Linked DNA regions of Mus musculus: regions 1, 2, 3 and 4 are each linked to region 5. A link is a contact called in public HiChIP or PLAC-seq, Micro-C, capture Hi-C and promoter capture Hi-C data. All regions are on one chromosome and are shown on one strand. The core of a region is the stretch at or near the end of the contact, and the rest is flanking DNA. Distances in the headings are between cores, read along the strand shown.

Region 1 (3,865 bases), core at 140-2,639, 570 kb after region 5:
CCCGGCCTTCTGGCCCACCCTCTCCCACAGTTTCGCCATGTAACCCTGGCTGACGAACAGGAACTAGCTCTGCAGACCAGGCTGGTCTCAAAATCAGAGATCAGCCTGCCTCTGCCTCTGCCTCCTCCGAAGTGCTGAGATTAAAGGCATGGGTCACCGTGGCCCAGTTCAAAAGAACTTTATAAATTAAAGTTTCATCTTATTGTGTGTGGGGGTACAACAGCCACCTCTAGCAAATGGTCAGAGGACAATCTAAGGGAGGTGACTCTCTTTCTACAAATTGAAATTAGATGATTAGGCCAGGTAGCCACCTCACCATCCCTTAAAGTTTGTTAAAATTAAAAAAAAAAACAATTTTGGGCACAACCGTTCATTATTAGCATTTTTACAACTATGCTATGCTATCCTACTAAAAGATCTAGATGCAAAAGTAATATTATTTTTCACACATAAAATTGAATCATGAAGTATTCAATTTAAGCCTTTAAACGACATGCGCGGTAAGAAGACCTCCCCAGACTGCAGCTGTAGTTTGGGCATACACTAATGTGCTAAGATACACCTACTTTTTAAACCACATGATTTCTTCAGGGTCTGCGATGCCAAATTCCCTCATCTTCTTCACCATGGTGGCACTCTTCTTAACAGCCACCTCGTAACGCTGGCTTCGAGTGAGGAAGTTATAGTCCTCATGTTGGAAGTCTGGATCGTTCAGAATCAAGTTCTCTGAAAGAGGGTTAAATGACATCAAGAGAAACAGGTACTCACCCTCCCTGACTCCCATCAGATTAGAACAGAGGACGTTCCCCTCCTAATCCTGACACCGGACGCCCATCGAAGTAGGGGTCCCCGCTTCCCCTCAACTCCAGAGGCCCCAAATCCTCATTCACGGGGGTCTTTCGCCTGGTTCGGTATAAGAGGCCCGGCCCTCCAGGCTCACCGATTTCTCGACGGCGCCGGGTGTTCTCCGGACTACCATCCAAGATGTGCGTGATTAACTCTGGATTGAAGGTGGCGGCGGCCCGCTCCTTGCGCAGATCGGGATTCATGACGGAGACCAGTGCTGGGGGCAGAGGAGGTGGCGACAGAAGTGACAGGCACCAAAGCGATGACAACCTGTCTCCGCAGCTCAGGCGCCGACCAGGCCCTATGAGCGGAGCGAGACAGCCCTCGGCCCCGCCCCCTCGAGCCGTCCCCGCCCCGTCCCCGCCGCCACTCCTCACGTGACCGGCTGCAATCCCCGACGCTGGTACCGCCCGCCGGACGGACGAATCCCCTGCTGCGGGCCAGGGGAGGTCCCCGAGCGGCTCCTCGCCAAGGAAAGCAAGGTAAAAGGTCAAGGGACCGCAGTGGCACTGGAAAGGGAGTGGGGCTCTTCCCGGACCTCACGTCTCCAGGTTCACGTGATCTTTCCGGGAGGAAAAGAGCCCTGGAGACGCGCGCAACCGATTGGCCAGGGCCTTGAGGGGCGGGATTGCGCCTGCGCTGTGGGACTCACCTCCTTTCAGGCTAGGGCGGTGGGTGTGTGTGTGTGTGGGGGGGGGGTCCTCTCACCACAGTGTCCCCGGAAACCAGAAGGGAATGGGTGTCAAGGGTCTCGGGCGGGGTGAGGAGGCTAATAGAGGAAAGCTGTTGATTTTACTGGAACCCAAACAAATTGGAGCGAAAGGGTAACAGGACAAAGGTTACGTTCGGGAGACGGTTCATTGTCGTTGGCTAAAAATATTGCCGACTTGACTGACGTTAGAGACTTGGGATGCAAGGACCTGGTCCTGCGGAGCTTCCGGGTTTATGCACTGGGCCTGGATTTAAAGCGAGAGGGAACAGGTCCAGTTTCTCTACATTTTATAGCCCAAGTCTTTTCCCACCTAAACCGGCAGGGCAGGTCCTAGAAATTTTGAAATCTAGACTTTACTTTGCCATATCATTATCGTCATCGAAGATGTACCTACGCCTAAGAAGTTCTAGCGTAGGATTTATAACAAAGAGTTCCTGAGCCTCAAAGACAGCCAGTTTTCACCAGTTTGTTTTTTAATTCTTCCTTAAAAATTGCTAAGTAGTAGGCTGGAGATGTCGAGCATGCACTAAAGCCAAAATATAATCTCAAAGCACAGCATAAACTGGGCACCGTGGCACACACAGGCTTGCAACTTCAAGTGGAGGTCTGAGGATCACGAAGTCCAAGATCATTATCAGCTATATAGAATCGGACTGAAGGCAGCCTGGGCTGTGTAATGCCTTGTTTCAAAAAGCCTTTAAGTGCTAAGTAAAATGCACTCTTTCTTCATTTGATTTCATGCCACCAAAAAGAACTACGCCGGTAGTGGCGCACGCCTTTAATCCCAGCACTGGGGAGGCAGAGGCAGGTGGATTTCTGAGTTCGAGGCCAGCCTGGTCTACAAAGTGAGTTCCAGGACAGCCAGGGCTACACAGAGAAACCCTGTCTCGAAAAAAAAAAAAAAAAAAAAAAAAGAACTACATTTCTTCATTACCTCTCTAACTTGCCCTTGTAACAACATATGTAAGACCCTTTTACAGTAACGGTGCTGAGAATGGGTTAAACGAATGAAGGCTTTAGCCTGAATGCAAAGTTAATGGAGCCCCCAAAATTCAATATTTTAATGCACTTTCTTTTCTTTTTTCTTTTCTTTTCTTTTTTGTTTGTTTGTTTGTTTGTTTGTTTTGTTTGTTTTTCGAGACAGGGTTTCTCTGTATAGCCCTGGCTGTCCTGGAACTCACTTTGTAGACCAGGCTGGCCTCGAACTCAGAAATCTGCCTGCCTCTGCCTCCCGAGTGCTGGGATTAAAGGTGTGCGCCACCACGCCCGGCACACTTTTTTTTCTTGATGCAGGAGATAGACCTCTCAGCTACATCCTCAGCTCCACAAAATTTAAAAGTTTAAAAGGGAAAAGAAGAAAAATTCTGAGAAGTTAAATAAAGACTATATCATTGTTGTTGCTTGTACCTTTGGCTCTGGCTCCATATACCTGAGCAAGGTTCTGTTACTGAGGATATTTTCAAGGACACTTAGGCACTGATATCTTGTTTAGTTGGGTTCTTGTGAATTTTATTCCTCTTAGCAGAAGCTTGGATCCCAAATACAATTAACAAGTTATTGATGAGATAAAAACCAAGGCTATTGCTTACTGAGGTAAAGGGAAAAGACTACATGGCAAACCTTTGGCAGTATCTCAGAGAGGGAAAGGTATGGTCAGATTTATCAACAATTGGAAGTTTGACCTGGCCTGTTGGCATAGGCCTGGAACATCAGCTACTCAGGAGGCTGAGGCAGGAAGATCACAAGTTCAAGACCAGCCTGGGTTGTAGAGAACTGTTAGTTTGGTTTAAGGCAGCACTTTGAACCATGAGTTTTAATTATAGCTGCATAAGAATGGCAGTACAGGTTGGGTGGGGTGGAGATTCCTTCAGTCCTCCCACTCAGAGGCAGAGGCAGAGGCAGGTGGATCTCTATGAGTTCTGTGCCATCCTGGTCTACATAGTGAGTTCCAAGCCAGTCAAAGCTATGTATTGAGGCCCTGTCTCAAAATAATAACAACAACAGAAACCAGCAAAAACAACAAAAGAATCAGTACAAAATTGGAAATGGCAAGGTGAGGGGATTCAGATAGCCTCTGAGAGTGGACTGACAGTTAATATTGAAGCCATTAACCTGGGTGGACAGTCCAAGCAGAGCTAGCTCCGCCTGCTGATAAAGGCAGATGCTGGCAGATTAACATTCATGAGGGTAGTGAGGTATGGCATGAGCTCAGTGCCCAGCAAGCGTAGGATGGCTGTCTTGATTTTTATTCTCTTCATGGATGTTTATCCATTCATAGTTAATAATGCCCCAAAACTGGTAGGCATG
Region 2 (4,106 bases), core at 1,499-3,998, 780 kb after region 5:
AAGAAAGAAAGAAAGAAAGAAAGAAAGAAAGAAAGAAAGGAAGGAAGGAAGGAAGGAAGACAGACAAATTAAGAGAGAGATTAAGCCGGGCGTGGTGGCGCACGCCTTTAATCCCAGCACTCAGGAGGCAGAGGCAGGCGGATTTCTCAGTTCGAGGCCAGCCTGGTCTACAAAGTGAGTTCCAGGACAGCCAGGGCTATACAGAGAAACCCTGTCTCAAAAAACCAAAAAAAAAAAAAAAAAAAAAAAAAAAAAAAAAAAAGAGAGAGAGAGAGAGATTAAAAGAGGGAGCCGCTAGTTAAGAGCCCATGCTGCTCTTGCAGAGGACACAAGTAGTTTAGTTGCCAGCTCCCACACTCAGTAGCTCACAATTGCATACATGCCTATAACTGCAGCTCCAAAGAGTCCAATGCCGCTGCAGCCACACACATTCACACATAATTAAAAAAAAATAGATTCTTTTTAAGAGGAAGCTACTATGGTTACATTCTAGATTATCAACTTGCCTAGTTGATAATTTGCAGACATCCTTGGCTACAAAAATCACTCTGAGGCCACCCAGTGCTAAATAAGACCCTGTTTCAAAAACAACACTAAAAAATGAAGAAGTAAAAATGAGTTAAAATTAGGTAAAACATTTCAGAGATTGGCAGAGTGGGGAGCATTTTTGAATTGTTAAATACTAAATGTGTTAGTTAAGAAAGGCTTTGGAGCCAGATGTGGCAGCTCACCTTGTAATCCTCCTGTTTGGAAGGGGAGGCTAAGGCAAGAGGATTAAGTGGAGGAAGGGTAAATATTCTCCTGAGGCAGCGGACTCTCTCACAAACTCCAAGCTCAGCAAAGCATGCTCTATCTTCTGATCGATAAAAGGCTAAGGCACTTAAGAGGAAAAACCCAACTGCTGCTGTGCTTTTTAGTTTTTTTTTTTAGGCAGGGTTTCTCTGTATAACCGCCCTGGCTAGAACTCGGTTTGTAGATCAGGCTGGCCTTGAACTCACAGAGAGATATATACATACTTGCCTCCCAAGTGCTGGGATTAAGGCGTGCACCACCACACCTGGCTTCATATTTGTGTTTTTAAAAGAACAAAATGCTAGTTGGGTATAGTGGCTCACATTTGTAATCCTATGGCTGGGGAGCGGGGCTAGATCAGCCTCCTTTTTGTTGTTGTATTGGTTTTATTTTGTTTGAGACAGTCTCACTGTGTAGCCCAGGCTGACCCCAAATTTAACAATCCTGCCTCAGCCTTCAGGGCACCAAGATGCAATTTTAATAGATAAAAGTAACCATGCGGTCATTATTAGCAAGAGGTTTATTAAAAACACTAACAATCGCTGCTTAATGTCAGACCTCTCTAAAGTGGTTCTCACTCATTTCTGCTAGGACTCATTCTCTGGCACAAAAGCAGCAAGACAGGGAGCTACTGGCACTCACTCCGCAGGGAGGCAGGTTCATTGTCTGGTCCCAGCTTCCACCTGGCAGAAACTGGATGTACTGCTGAGAAATCAGCTCGACTCATTAGCATGTCTTTATTCTACCAAGAGAGAATGGGACCCTGTCCAATTCTGACACCTCACTCACTACTCCCGCATCAAAATCCACACCAGGTCCTCAAGCCAGAGGGAAGGTGGTAGACACGAGTCCCGGGGGTCTTGAGATCAGCAAGCAAAAAAAAATTTTTTTTAGATAAAGGTGATGATAAAGGACATGTAGCTGGGTCACTCGCCAGCAGCTTGAACAGCAGTCCTCACTCAAGTGGACTACTTTCTCATCTGCTGTCAAAACTCTCCTGCAATGCTGATGCTGATGGAGGCATTGACTGTTTCAAGTGACAGTGTACGACAGAAAACACTTTTGCTCTGTCTCCAGCCATCTCCTTGACAGAAACTAGGAAAGGGGCAATCCAAGTGACTCTTGTCAGATTCCTACACATCTCTGTTAACTTAGTTTCTCCCCCAATCCCCGCCCTGATAGTCTCCAGAAAAGCGAAGAACTGCTTAAGCAAGTTCGTCCTCCCGCACTACTCCTCACGCTCGCAGAAACGCACTTCTAGCTGTCCCAAGGGACATGGATGCGACAGCCCGGGGACAACACCTGGCACAGGTGCCTGTCAGGGATGCCTCTCCAACCCGCAGCCGCTGCAACGCCGCATCCCCGGCGGCGCGCGTCCCTGTCGCAGAGCAGATTACCACGGAGGACGCGAGCGGTGACCTCGGTGACCCTGCAGGCACCTGCAGTCCTCCGCGTGGCGTCGCCGAGGCCCGGGATGGGGAGCGCCCCCCGCCCTGCATCCCGAAGACCTCCCCCGCTCCGCGGCCGACTCGGGGCCGCCCGGGCCACCGCGTTGCCCGCCCGCAGCATCCGACGCGCGGCCTCCCCTCCGCCCGGCCCGTGGCGCGCGCCCGGCCCTCACCGGACTTGGGCGGGTAGCGGTACACGGAATTGGACGGGATGTCCACCTCCTCCACGCCCGCGTGCTGCCGGCTCGTCAGGGCCCCCATGGCCGCTGCGATCGCGGCGTCGCCCGGGCTCCGGCGTCCGAGCCTCAGCGCGCCGGCCGGCCGCACGCCCGGTGCGGGGGTCGGCTGCCCGCCGCGGCCCGCTCGGCTGAGGCGCTGCTGCGGCTGAGGCTGCGGGGAGCGGCCCGCACGGCGCGCACCATCCTCCGCCGGGCACCGCGGCGGCGCCTCTGCCTGAGGGGGCTGCGGGGCTGAGCCCGGGGGCGCCGCCGCCGCCTCAGACCGCGTGATGTCAGCGGCGGCTAGCGCGCGGGGGGACCGCGGCGGCCTCAGCCAATGGGACGGCGGGGCGGGAGCGCCCGCGGGCCGGCCAGCCAATAGGAAACGAGCTGCGGTGGGCGCCCGCGGCGCGTGCTTCGCGCGGAGGTTGCGGCGCGGATGCGGCCTGGGGCTCGGCGGCAGCGACGGGCAAGGGTCTGAGTCTCCCGGAGCTGCTCGGCCACGGCGGGTGGAAGAAGCATGGTCCCCGCCGCACCCGAGCGGTGTCCCGGTGGGATTATTGCTCCGGGTGCGCCTCCCCCGTGGCACCGGGGAGGCCTGCCTCGAGCTCGCGCGTCTTTGTCCCTGAATCCCACAGCGAGCCGCCCCGCCCTGGCAGCCAGAGCCCCGCCTCCTCCGCGTCTGTCGAGGTCATAGCCCAGGGGCGAGCATCCACATCCCTCATGCCCCTACCGCCTGAACCCCAAGTGCTCTGCCAACCTCACATCCCAAATGTCACCAAGACTGCATAGGGGATGTTGGGATGGTCAGCTAAGATGTGGCCATCCCTCCGTAAATGCTGTTTGTAACCTCCTTCCTGGGACAGCTCGGGTAGCCTTTAGGGTTTGGATTGGTAGGCATTAACTCAAGATAGTCACTCTGAGCCTGTCCCTTGTGAACTGTTCTCTGGAGACACTGGAAAGAGCCTTGTGTGGCCTATCAGTGAACAGTCCTCGAATCAAAAAGGGAATTTGATAGGGCAGATCTAGGACTTCCCTACACACACACACACACACACACACACACACACACACACACACAGTGGGCAGGCAGAAGACGTCATTGCTCAGTTAATTACAGACATTTATGTATTTGTGGGTATGATGAGGTTTTGGGGATTTTTTTGTTTTGTTTTTGTTTCTCTGGGGGGAGACTGATCAAGGTTCCGAACTGTTTCAGCATGACGTCAACTTTCAACAACATACACAGTAGTTTGGGGTGACTGATTCCCTTCTTTAGGTTTGTAAAACTGTTTTGTAGATCTGTCTGTCTCCTGATCTCTTCTCTTCTCTTCTCTTCTCTTCTCTTCTCTTCTCTTCTCTTCTCTCACCCCCCCGCCCCCCCCCGTGTGTGTGTGTGTGTGTGTGTGTGTGTGTGTGTGTGTGGTTTGCAGGGGTTGGTGTGGTTTAAGTTTTGTTGTTGATGTTAACATTTTATTTGTGTGTTGGCAGGGGGGGGTTCCTCTCCTGTATCGCCAGGTGATTTTAGAGGTCAAAGGACAACTTGCAGAAGTGTTTTCTCTTCAACTGTGTGGATTCTAGGGATATATCTCAGTTCCTCGGCTCCCCCTCCACCTTGAGACCAGATCTCATGTAGCTCTCGTTGACC
Region 3 (4,232 bases), core at 1,050-3,549, 650 kb after region 5:
CCGCTGGAAGTCTCCGTGCCGTAAGCCATGCTGCTGCTGCGACTCCTTAATGATCTGCAGAACTAGAGCCTAGGTCAAGGAAAAGCTTCCGGGGTGAGAAGACAGCAGGTCAGGCGCTGCCCCAACGGCACACTGAACTGTGGGAGCCCAGGGATGGTAGCCTCCGATCCTTTTGTAACTTTCCAATAGTCACTTTATCAAAGGACAAGGCTAAGTTTATACTTTTATGAACTGTCCCAACTGTTACTATTTTCAGACAGAACTAGAGGGCAGTACTGGTAGGGAGTCTCAAACCCAGCAGATTGTTCTAAATGCTGCCTCAGAGGTACCCACCTGGATCTCACATGCAAGGAGACTCCAGTTATAAATGTCAGGTTCTAACTACACAGCTATATGCCGCAGCCAGTGCTTGCCAAATTTACATCTTGTAACGCTCAAAATCTATGATCAGCACAGTGTCAACCAAGATACGCCAATTTCCATTAAAAAAAAAAATCCAAGTTTTTCTTTTTCCTGGGCATTCTAACATGTAGTAAGAACAATAATACCAGAGCAAAAAGCAAAGTACGAATCCACGAGAATTTACATACACACACACACACACACACACACAAAGTGCATGTTTTATTTCAGAAATTCCTCTAAACCACCTCCATTTGGTATGCATCTCAAAAAGCCACAAGGGACTCCAACAATAGTATATGCCTATTATCTCAGCATCAGAGGGGACGGCGGGCGATGAGAAGCAGCTCAGGGCCAAATTGGGCTACACAGCCAAACTCTGTCTCAGAAACCAACAAACCAGCTGGAGAGGGCTCAGTGGTTAACAGCACTTCCTGCTCTTCTGGAGGAATCCAGGTCGGCTCCCAGCACCCACGTGGAGGAACTAAACATCTGTAAGTCTAATTCCTGGAGATCCATATGTTCTTCAGGCCTTTGTGGGCACCAGGCACACATGTGATACACAAACATGCAGGCAAACACACACATAAAATAAGATAAAGCAACATTTAAAAGTATTTAAAATAACACGTTAAAAAAAAAAAGCCACATGCTATTAGAACCACACAAATGATATATAAGCTAATACAAACCAGAAAATGTTTCCTGAGGGTTGGGAAGACTGCTCAGCTGGTAAAGGACTTGCTGTTAGCAAGCATGAGGTCATGTTGGGATCTCCCCAGAACCCACGTAAAAAGGCCATACTGTTGTTTGCACACGTAATCCCACAGCTGGGATGGCAAGAGACAGAAAGATCCCTGGAGCCCACTGGCCATACAGTCTATTCCAAGTAGTGAGCTGCACTTTTGGAGGGAGACCCAGTCTCAAAGGTAGAGAATTAGGAAGACGTTGACCTGTGACCTGCAGACACAGCACCAGCGCTTACACCTACACCCATACCCATGCGGACTTGGACACTCAAAAAAAAAAAAAAAAAAGTAACTCCTACAGTTCTTCGAGAAGAGTCCAACAAGATAAAATGCCTTACAGACCTACTTTTGAAAAAACAAAAAACTATACACATGATATTAACAAACTAAAGTAACTACTATTCAAAACAGGTAAGCAGCAGCTTTCCTGGAGAGCACTCTCCCTCCATTTTCAAAGCATCTCGCTGTTTTATGACCCAGGGTTCGACAGCTGTCCGACAACAGCTCCACGCTGAAATGTCAAGGCTGCAGTTTCCCCTCCACAGTCCGGTGGCTCAAGGTACCGACCAGGAGCTCTGTGGGGTGGGCAGGGTGTCAACCCCGGCTCAGCCCTCCAACTGGACATCTGAGGGGCACAGAGGGAACCCTGCCTACCATCTCTATACCCCTTGCAAAAACAAGCTCCGGAAAGCCAGGACGAGAGGCAAACCATGCACACGGGAATGCCGAAAGTGAAGGGCAGGAGGCAGCGGCGCACCTCGGCTCCGCAGCCCGGTGCTGGCCCCCGCCGCCTCGCCCGCCCCCAGCCCTCCGAGCGACACGTAGTCATTGCGAGTTAGGCCACCGCTCGAGGATACTCTCCAAACTCAGGCTGTCCCCGAACTCTTTGTTTGCCTTCGATCCGGCTGAAGGGCGTTCGTTTTCTTTATTCTCGTCTCCTCCGGCACTGCGTCCGCCACCGCTCCCTCCGCCGCCGCCGCCGCTGCCGCTTCCACCACCACCACTACCACCACCCGGGATCTGCTTCTCAGCAGCCATCTTGCCCCTGAGCCGCAAAGCACGATGGAACGGAGCAGGCGAGACGACCAGCGGCGAGAGAGAGCGGCACTTTCCAGGCTGGGCCGATGGTACACTGACGGACTCCGCCGCAGACCGCGGATGTCTTGGGCCTCTGTGGTGTGTTGGTGTGCGCCTGCGCCTCCTGGGTTGAATTCGTGGCTGTTGCTGGGTCTCCGCATTTCTAAGGATTAGCCTCGCTTCAAATCTACCAAGGATAGGAGGACCCGAGAAAGATGCCCACCTCATGCATCCTTGCACCCAGAGAATGGTAGTGTACGCCTTTAATCCCAATACCGAGGAGGCTGAGGCTGGAGGATTGCCTCGAGTTGAGGTCAGTCTGGGTTGCACAGTTAGACCTTATTTAAAACACACACACACACAGACACACACACACACACACACACGAAGAGGCCTCGGTCAGAAGGCAGTGTCCCCAATAGGAGCTTGAGACCCGTGGCCTCCTCTAGATCATGTGACCATCCAAGTATGACTTTTATTAATCTTTGCGGGCGAGTACACCAGGAGTCTCAGTCTTGTGCCAATCACGGCAGGTGAAAAGAAGCTGGCCGCGTAACTCAGTCTACCCTTTTGTGTTACTAAAGGAGGTTGCAAAAAAATGTATGACTCCAACCCTTCCCCCCATCGGAGTTCAGAGATCAGCTAGTGTGGAGTACTAGTTCTCCAGCAAAAATATCAAGGAAGACTGGGCCTGGGCAGATGGCTCAGTGGTTAAGAACACTGGTTGCTCTATCAAGATGATCTGGGTTTAATTTTTAGCACGAGAATGGTGGCTCAAAACCATCTAGAATTCCAGTCCCAGGGATCCAACCCTCTTCTGGCTTCGTAGTCTACAAAACACATGTACACAGACATACGTGTAGACAGAATGTTCATATACATAAAACAAAATAAAAATAAAGGTTAAGGCTTTTGAAAACAAAAAATTAGACAAACTGCTTTCAGAAGGTGGGAGGCAAAAACTAACCTCAAAAAGTGGTCCTCCGAATTACACTCACATACTGAGCTGTGAAGCATGGGCCTGCACACACACACACCTAAACAATAAGCCATGGAGATGGCCCAGCAGGAAAAAGAACTTGCTATATAAACTTTTTAAAAAAGATTTTTATTTATTTATTATTATATCTAAGTACACTGTAGCTGTCTTCACACACAGATCTCATAACAAATGGTTGTGAGCTACCCTGTGGTTGCTGGGACTTGAACTCAGGACCTTTGGAAGAGCAGTCAGTGCTCTTAACCACTGAGCCATCTCTCCAGCCCCCACCTCTTTTTTTTTCAAAGATTATACTAAAGGTGGTTTATTGGGAAGCTGCTCTCTGACTGAGTTCACAGACCCCAAGAACTGAGGCCAAGTCAGTTGCCATGAGGAAAGGGGGAGGGGAGAGGAACGGAGGCCTGCAATCCCAGGGTGCAGCTAAAAATACAAATAAATGGTGTCTTAGAGTTTCTGCTGATGTGATAAAACATGGTGGTTTGAATAGGTCTGGCCTCCATAGACTCATGTGTTTGAATGTTTGGCCCATGAGGAGAGGCACTATTAGGTGTGGGCTTTAAGGTCTCTTTGCTCAATCACACCCAGTGTGGAATTAGAGCCTCCTCCTAGCTGCCTGTGGAAGACAGTCCCCTTGTCCCTTCTTGGCTTCTCCAGCCCCATGTCAGACTGTGTGCTGCCATGCTTCCCACCATGATGATAATGGACTAAACCTCTGAACCTGTAAGCTATTCCTCACTAAATGTTGTCCTTTATAAGAGTCACCTTGGCCACGGTGTCTCTTCACAACAATGGAAACCTAAGGCAAACATCATGATCAAGAGCAGATTTGAGAAGAAAGGGTTTATTTCATCTTAACTGCTCTCAGGTAACAAATAATCCACCTCTGAGAGAAGTCAGGACAGGAGCTCAGGGCAGAACCTGGAGGCAGGAACTGAAGCAGAAGCCACTGAGGAACACTACCTACTGGCTTGCTCCCTCAGCCGGGCGATGGTGGCATACACCTT
Region 4 (4,345 bases), core at 1,323-3,822, 680 kb after region 5:
ATTACAGGCGTGAGTCCCCATGCCTAGCTAGGTACAGGACGTATTTTTTACCATAGTGAAGAAACCTCCAATCCATATATAGAAATCAAATGCTAAACTTACACTTGAAATAGTATGATGGAAAATTATATCACTCAGTCCCCAGGCACAGGACCTAACACGTACATTGTGACTGCTATGTATCTTCCTCTTTTATCCGTTTGCTTAACATTTGAGACATGGTGTCACTACATAACCCAGGCTAGTCTGGAATACCACATATCCCAGGCTGGCTTCAAACTCACAAGTTCTAGGCCTGGGCCACCACACCTGGCTTCTACAGACTTCCTTAAACTGTCACATGTCCCTCATGAGACCGAGACAGGGACTGATGTCCATCTGTCCGTCGTCTCACGCTAACCTATACGTTTCTTACCACTTTGTTGAGTTCTGGGCTGTCTGGGCTATTGTCCTGAAAATACTCCACAGCCTTCTGGATTTTGGCCATACTTCCCAGGTACTCTTCCAGCCTACCTGTGGGGCTGGGAAAGAGAAAAGCTGGCTTAGCCTTGGAGGGCAGGGATAACATAGACAGACTATGGCCACGGTCTGCGGGAGAAGAAGAGAACGCAGATAAGGGGCTCCACGCTCACATGGGTTTTACTTGGCTCCATGGGTCCAGGAGACATTAGTTATGTGAGCAGAGCTCTGCATGGAACTCACCCCTCTCGGATGATCTTCTCCGTGTCGCTGGCTACGTGGTAGTAGCTGATAACGTGGTCCAGGCAGGATAACGTCTTCTCCACGTTCTCCTGCAGCCTCTGTAGGTTCTCTGTCTGCTTGTGCACAGGGATGATAGAGTTCTCCAGCTTCATGAGTCGGCTCTCAAAGGACGACAGGATGGACACCTGTGGGGGGGAACTCCTCTGGCTCATGGCTCCCAGGGCTGTCCTGGAAATACTCACAGACATTTCTTGTCTTTTCTTGGTTTTCTAGACGATACACTGCTACCCATAGGAAGGAACATAGTCGACTTGTTTGCTACAACTGCACTCCTAGTCTGGTACACGGCTCACCATAAACTGGTTGAAAGTTCATCTGACGGCAAGAGGAACATTAAGCGAATTCTTCCTTCAAGGAGCTGGAGAGATGACTCTGCTCTTGCAGAGGACTGGTACTGAGTTCTCAGCACGCACATCTGCCAGCTTACAACTGACTGCCTGTAACTCCAATTCCACAGGATATGACAGCCTCTTCTGACCTCTGCAGGCACTGCTCATTTGTGGGACACATACACACATGCAAACACTCATGCACATAAAATAAATTTGCTTATTTGCAAAAAGAGATAATCAGGCTGGAGAGCCAGCTCAGCAGTTAAGAACACTGGCTGCTCTTCGGAAGTCCTGAGTTCAATTCCCAGCACCACATAGCGGCTCAACCACAACCATCTATAATGAGATCTAGTGCCCTCTTCTGGCATATGGCCATACATACAACCAGAACACTATACATAATAAATTTTTTTTTTCAATCACCTCAGGATAGATTCCTTTCTACCCTTGAAAGTCAAATCTCAATTTCTGTTCTCTCTGAAGTTTTCCTAGACTGAACAGAAAGTAGCTTCCTCCAAAATAGTTGCAAATATATTACTGTTACCTCAAACAAACAGCCAACCTCTTTCCCTAAGGGCAAATCTCATTCAACAAGTATTTTATTACTGTGTAAATACAAATGCAAGCACTTTTAAAGCATCTTACTGTATACCAGACACTGGGAAGCATGCATAGACTTCCTCCACGGACACACTGGGAGGCTGACATTGTCTGCTTTACCAGGTAAATTAACCATAACTCAAGGCCTACCACCAGGAACCACATAGTAAGCTGTAGGACATTGGGTAGATCTAAGACGCATTAACTCTCTGAGATGGTTTTGCTTCCAAAGCCCCTGTGACTTCGCTGCCTCGCCTCGCTTGAATTTGACAATGACACGGGGCCAGTACCAGGCCATGTACAGGATATCACGAAATGTTTGCAGAAGGACAGACAGTAACAGGTATAGGGCAGCGGTTTCCTCGGTGATGGGGTGGAAACTGGGGTGCAGAGATACCCATCGCTGCAAGATATGCCCACTGTTTACTACCCACGCTGGAGTCCCTGGACAGGCGCAGGACACGTCCATCACACGCCCCTCCTCTGGGGCTCAGGAGCCTGGCGGCAGCCTCCCAGCTGAAAGGCTACTCACCATGTTCCTAGTGAGCTGGTCGCTCTTCTCCAGGCTGTCTCGGATAAACGACAGCGTCTCCTCCTCCTGCGAGGGGCAGAGAGGAGGACATCACCACAAGCCGATGGTGAAAGGCGACCACCAGCACCCAGCACCCAGCACCACGGCCTACGCCTAACCCTATCTCCCCTTCCACCCCGGTTCGATGCCCCTGAGCGCCTTTCCTTCACTTTCTCCCCAGCGTCACCTGCTTCAGTTTGTCCTCGATCTCCCGCCGCCGGGCGGAAGCCTCCTGCGGGGGAATCATAGCAGCGGACAGCGCTGTCCCCACTCCCCGCTGTTTTAGCTCCAAACCCTGCTCGGCTTCCGTCCCTGTCACGCCCACTTCCTCCCTCGGCCCCGCCCCCGGACGCTTTCGGGGGCGCCATGTTGGGAGTGGCAGGCGGAAGTGTGTTCCTGCCGGAGCTCGCGAGCGGGCTGCGGGTCGACGCCATCTTGAATGTGGCTGGAAGAGCCGCTCACCTGAGGCATACGTGGGTCTTTCCTCGTAGCCAGAGGCTGGTTTGCTCGCTCCTTTGAAAGACAGCCCCTTGCTGGGAGACTGAAGCAGGAGGCCATTCACGAGTTCGAAGCCAGTTTGGATCACATAGTAAATTCCAGGCTAGCCTAGGCTACAGAGTCAGACTTGGTCTCCAAACCAAAAATCAAGCAAACCAACATTATACCTGAATTTTTTTTAGATCGTTTTGGCTGCTCTGGAATAGGTTATGTAGACCAGGCTGACTTCTGCCTACCGTGGGCTGGATTAAAGAAAGGTGTGCTCTGCCAAACCCAGCTCACCCAAGAAAAAGCAGGGCGGTGGCGGAAGGCAGGAGGTGGAGGCTGGCACGGAGTGGTATATAGGGTTTACAGTTCTCTCCCTCCCATGTGTAGGACCCAGAGGGATTGAATTCGGGTGCCAGGTTTTGTGGCAAATGCCTTAACCTGCTGAGCTATTTCACCAGCTCATGATTTATTTGTGGATTTTAACATGGTGTATAGATAGATGTTTCGCCCATGGGTATGTATGTCTGTGCCGTCACTTGCATGCCAGGTGCCCTGGAAGACCAGAAGGTTATCTGATCCCTCTGGAGCTGACATTACAGTAGTGAGCTGTCTGTCATGTGGGTTCTGGGAACCCTAACCCTAACTCAGGCTTCCTGGAAGAGTAAGAAAGAGCTCTTAACTGCTGAGCCATCTTTCCAGTTAGCTAAACCCTAATTTAGGATAAAAGCGCTGACTGAGGAGACAAATTTGTTTTTGCAGATCATATCTTAACGGTTCAAGTCTGGAGACTGGATTCCACACAGAGTGGCTTACAATGGATACTTCAGAACTTGTGGGATCCCACGTGGGTTTAATAACAGAGACACAGAGACATCTGTATAGTATAAGGCTGTTTGCCTGTTTGCTGGGGCAGTCCCTCAGCTAACCCTCCAGACTCAACGCGACTTCCCTGCTACGAGTCCCTGGCGTTCTCTCTGCTCAACCTCCCTGTCCTGCTCAGTTCTGCTTCTGTCTCTCTCTCCTCCTGCCCCGACTCCAACAGTCAACTCTAGTCCTCAAAGGCCACACGCCTTACTCATCCAATCTGAGCCAATCAGCAACGGACAACGCCTAGTCTGAGCCAATCAGCAGCAGGACAACACCTAGTCTGAGCCAATCAGCAGCAGGACAACGCCCGGTCCATATTTCTGTGTTGTCTTTTGGCTTTGGCAGCTTTTGACCTTCACCAGGCAGCTTTCTTTTTAACAGGCTAATCTCAGAGAAACACCTTTGTGGCAGGCAAGGAAGGACAAACACTTACATATAGAAAGCAGGTAATATCGGGCTTGGGAGCTGGCTCAGTGGTTAAGAGCACCAACTGCTCGTCTGAAGATCCTGAGTTCAAATCCCAGGAACTACATGGTGGCTCACAACCATCCCTAACAAGATCTGACTCCCTCTTCTGGTGACAGTTACAGTGTACTCACATATAATAAATAAATCAATCTTTAAAAAAAAGGCAGGTAATAGGCCATAGAAATGACAGTAATTAAATATCCTGCCAGCATAGCAATTAACAACTGAAAATGCAGGGCACAATTACATAGGCATTTGA
Region 5 (3,931 bases), core at 480-2,979:
AAAATGCTAGCCAAACATGTACAAGACCATGGGTCCTGCTCCCCAGCACTAAAAGGAGTCACGGTAGAGTCCCTGCCTTTTATGCACAAAATCCTGAGTTTATAAACCCATTGTTACAAAAATAAATAATAAATAAATAAATAAATAAATAAAAGCCTATATGCACAGGGATGGTTTAGCAGGTGAGGGGACCAGCTGTCAAGCTGGAAGACCTGTGTTAAGGGAACTGGTTACTCCCCTTTTTTTATTGTTGATTTTTGGGTTTTTTGTTTTCGAGACAGGGTTTCTCTGTGTAGCTCTGGCTATCCTGGAACTCACTCTGTAGACCAGACTGGCCTTGAACTTAGAGGACCCCCCCACTCTGGGTTGTTACCTCAGTGCTAGGATTCTAGGCATGTGCCCCCACCCGCAGGCTCTGGCTGCTGCTCTTACTGAGGACCTAGTACCCATAAGAAGGCTCACAGCAGTCATTCCAGTCTCTGGGGATCCGAAACTCTTTCTCCTGCCCCAGGCATGCATGCGGGGAAAACACTCATTTACAGCAAAATAAAAGTAAAAAGACATTTAAATGAAATAAAATACCAACTCAGGTTTCCCTTGTGGGAAGTAGGAGATGGCGTCTGACTGCCTGGCTCAAACTGCTCATCAAGTTAAGTGATAAAAACCAGTAAGTCACACACACCTAAAAAGCTTTAAAAGTGTTTGCCTTCAAGAAAACTAAAAAACACAAACATTTTTACAACCCAGGCGAGGAAAGTATCACATTTGTTAACGTACCCTGGGTTCAGTCTCCAAAAACCAACACAGCAGTGTAGTCTGTAATTCCAGCACTTGGGAGGTGGGAGGCATGAGGACCAAGAGTTCAAGGTCACCCTTAAGAACATAACAAGTTCGAGCCTAGCCAGGATTATACGGTCGCAAACCAATAACAAAAATAAATAAAGGGAAATATTAATCTCCTGTTTATTCAAAAATCTTCGTGCATTAACAGTCTTGCTATCTAAACAGATAAAAAATGATTTATAATATAAATAAATATAAATGCAGGATTGAGACAGGGCGGCTGCTGACCTGAGTGGCAGTGATGGGGGTGCAAGCGAGTTTCTTCACCCTGCAGCTTTTCTACCTCAGACTCCACTGTCGGGTGGACAGGTGTCCTTCGGTGACTAACCGAGAGCCCATGTGATCTGCTGAGGCGCTCTGCAGACAGCCTCGCGTGAGTGCACTGTCCAGGCTTTCCGGGGATGGGGTGGGGTGGAGAGGGCGTCTCCGTGAGTCCGGGGCAGTGGACACCCCATGTGCAAACGCCTACGATGGTGAGTGGTGGTGGGAGGGATTCGCCTTCCGTGTCTCTGAAGATGCTCCTGGGGTCAGGTGTGCCTCGTGAGCATCCGTCCCCGCCCCACGTGGATACCTGCCCTTCTCTGTTCTGACACACGGAGTGGGGGTACCGGCCCCCGAGAGTACCGGGAAGAAAGCAAAGCCAGAGGTCCACTCACCTGACACTTCAGGCCCGTCCGGGCTCCTCAAGCTCAGTTCTCCCTCCCTCTCAGTGTAGCCCAACAGCAAAACTTAACAGCACTTGCCAGTAACTGACAGGCTGCTAGGCCAATCACCGTGCAGCTTTTGGCCGCCGCTGGACGAATCGTTGTACGTCGAAGGTCCCATCCCAATGTCACTGTCCAGATACCGCTAGGTACTGTAGTCTTCCGCTTCCAAGCCCCACCCCCTTGAGAAGCTGCAGAGACTCCTGGGAGGTGTAGTACCACAGCGCCTTGCGTGCGCATTTCCGACGCCGTAAAAGAGCGGATGGCGAAGTTGGCTTTTACGACCTTCTAGAGGGCCTCTCATTGGCGCGATCCTCTGAAGTCTGCGCGGCTATGGAATATTAGAGCTCGCTGAACTTGACCCAGTTTTTATTTTTTATTTTCCAAATCAATGTAGTCTTAGAAGTCATATAACTTTGGAAAAGATGGCGGGAAGCCTGGTATTATTAGCCTGAAGGACTGGAGTTGGGTCGGGGTTAGATGGGTTCTTTGGGATAAGAACCTTTAAGGGAGTTGTACACACACACACACACACACACACACACACACACACACACACACACACACACGGGTCGGGGTTAGATGGGTTCTTTGGGATAAGAACCTTTAAGGGAGTTGTACACACACACACACAAACACACCCGGAGGAAACTACACACACACACACACACACGGAGGAATAAGAACCTTTAAGGGAGTTGTACACACAAACACACACACACACCCGGAGGAAACTACACACACACACACACACACACACACACACCCCCGGAGGAAATTTAGCACCGGAAGGACGATCGGTAGTTCAACATCAACCCAGAGTTCAAGGCCAGCCTAAGCTACGTGAGACCCTGACCTCTAAAACAAAAAGTTTATCTGAACTGAGATCTAAGTAATTTGCTGCAACTTCTTAATGTATCATTACTTACATGTTTTTAAATCAGTGGTTTATTTGTTACAGTTTAAGAGTTAATCTTAGCCAGGCGTGGTGGCGCACGCCTTTAATCCCAGCACTCAGGAGGCAGAGGCAGGAGGATTTCTGAGTTCGCGGCCAGCCTGATCTACAAAGTAAGTTTCAGGACAGCCAGGGCTATACATATATATATATAACCATATATATATATATAACCCTGTCTCAAAAAACCAAAAAAAAAAAAAGAGTTAATCTTTTTTAAAGATTTATTTATTTTATGTACATAAATGCACTGTAGTTGTCTTCAGACACACCAGAAGAGGGCATCGGATCCCATTACAGATGGTTGTGAACTATCATGTGGTTGTGGGAATTGAACTCAGAACCTTTGGAAAAGCCGTCATCTTTTTGTTGAGCCATCTCTCCAGCCCCTTTTTGTATTTTTTTTTTTTGGTTTTTCGAGACAGGGTTTCTCTGTGCAGCCCTGGCTGTCCTGGAACTCACTCTGAGTTCTGACCAGGCTGGCCTCGAACTCAGAAATCCACCTGCCTCTGCCTCCCGAGTGCTGGGATTAAAGGCGTGCGCCACCACGCCCGGCTTCCTTTTTGTATTTTTTAAGAACACCTCAAGAAACAGCTGGCTGGGCAGTAACAAATCTCTGGATAGCTTTTCTCATTTTGTTTTCCAAGTAGCAGAAATGACAGAAGTTTTTAAAGGTTAATAGTGGGGGGGGGGGGGTACACAAGGAGAGGCGAGAGGACAGCTTGCAAGAATCAGTCCTCTCCTTCCACAGGATCCAAGGGGTTGAATTTAGTTTTCAATCTTGATAAGAAGCACCTTTACCTACTGAGTCATCTCCAAAGCTAGCCTTCAAGTGTCGGAAACTACAATCTTAAAGATCGGTTCTTGTGTAGCCTCAGACTGTTACGTGGCTGTGGGTGACCCATGACTCTCCTTCCTTCACTTCCCGTCTGAGCCATCATGCCTGGCCTAGAAGTTTTTAGGTGTAATGAACGCTAGTCTTACTGCTTAGGTGGGGGAGTGGATCTTGCCTAGGCAAAGGTTCATTTCTCCAGGCAGGCACGCTGGGATCTCCCTCTGACCGCAGCTCTCAGAATCAGGAAAACCTCAACTTCAGGACCATCCGATTTGGCCCATATGGCCAACTCTGTGGCAAAATCTTCCCCCACTGCATTTTCTAATGCATGCACTGCAGGTTTATGCACATATGTCTCTGATCCGGTTTGAGTTGGTTTGAGTTGGGTGTGTGTGGTGTGTATTGTTCAGGTATATGCTTCTCGGTATGTGCCTATGAGGGCCCGAGAAAGGGTGTTTGTCTCTACCTTACTGACTTGAAACAGGGCCTCTCAGGGTTATCTTGTTTGGCTATGCCAACTGGCCAGTAAGCTCCCCAGGACCCACCTGTTTCTCTCCTGTCTTCCCGGTCCTCCCCCACCCCACACCCCCAGTA

The links. Promoter capture Hi-C pulls out the DNA fragments that hold promoters and counts their contacts. A called contact is a pair of places that touch in the nucleus more often than the background predicts. HiChIP or PLAC-seq counts read pairs in DNA pulled down with a chosen protein or histone mark. Capture Hi-C pulls out chosen DNA fragments and counts their contacts.
Region 1: a promoter capture Hi-C map of pre-B cells shows a contact between it and region 5, with 2.3 times the contacts expected there. The contact joins the promoter of Acox1 here to the promoter of Slc25a19 in region 5. A contact is called at or near these places in 1 of 39 promoter capture datasets (pre-B cells) and 3 of 115 datasets of contacts at active chromatin or transcription factors (bone marrow-derived macrophages, embryonic stem cells and pancreatic cancer cells).
Region 2: an HNF4G HiChIP or PLAC-seq map of pancreatic cancer cells shows a contact between it and region 5. The contact joins the promoter of Rnf157 here to the promoter of Slc25a19 in region 5.
Region 3: a capture Hi-C map of macrophages shows a contact between it and region 5, with 3 times the contacts expected there. The contact joins the promoter of Srp68 here to the promoter of Slc25a19 in region 5. A contact is called at or near these places in 1 of 39 promoter capture datasets (hippocampal neurons) and 1 of 9 other capture datasets (macrophages).
Region 4: a contact with region 5 is called in a Micro-C map of embryonic stem cells, with 6 times the contacts expected there. The contact joins the promoter of Exoc7 here to the promoter of Slc25a19 in region 5. A contact is called at or near these places in 2 of 39 promoter capture datasets (cranial neural crest and erythroid cells) and 1 of 484 Hi-C or Micro-C datasets (embryonic stem cells).

What each region holds. Positions count from the first base shown.
Region 1 is chr11:116,197,656-116,201,520 of GRCm38.p6, forward strand. Acox1 (acyl-Coenzyme A oxidase 1, palmitoyl) reads right to left here and starts at 1,390. Exons shown (of 14, transcript NM_015729.3): 1 at 941-1,390; 2 at 567-726. The coding sequence starts at 1,049. Ten1 (TEN1 telomerase capping complex subunit) reads left to right here and starts at 1,200. Exons shown (of 4, transcript NM_027107.1): 1 at 1,200-1,328.
Region 2 is chr11:116,410,284-116,414,389 of GRCm38.p6, forward strand. It overlaps Rnf157 (ring finger protein 157), which reads right to left and starts at 2,749. Exons shown (of 19, transcript NM_027258.1): 1 at 2,414-2,749. The coding sequence starts at 2,501.
Region 3 is chr11:116,271,918-116,276,149 of GRCm38.p6, forward strand. Srp68 (signal recognition particle 68) reads right to left here and starts at 2,300. Exons shown (of 16, transcript NM_146032.3): 1 at 2,009-2,300; 2 at 1-62. The coding sequence starts at 2,189.
Region 4 is chr11:116,304,162-116,308,506 of GRCm38.p6, forward strand. It overlaps Exoc7 (exocyst complex component 7), which reads right to left and starts at 2,573. Exons shown (of 20, transcript NM_016857.4): 1 at 2,453-2,573; 2 at 2,227-2,292; 3 at 703-887; 4 at 416-521. The coding sequence starts at 2,512. Gm26730 (a long non-coding RNA gene) reads left to right here and starts at 2,703. Exons shown (of 3, transcript XR_389166.1): 1 at 2,703-3,020; 2 at 3,511-4,064.
Region 5 is chr11:115,626,566-115,630,496 of GRCm38.p6, forward strand. It overlaps Slc25a19 (solute carrier family 25 (mitochondrial thiamine pyrophosphate carrier), member 19), which reads right to left and starts at 1,730. Exons shown (of 7, transcript NM_026071.3): 1 at 1,500-1,730.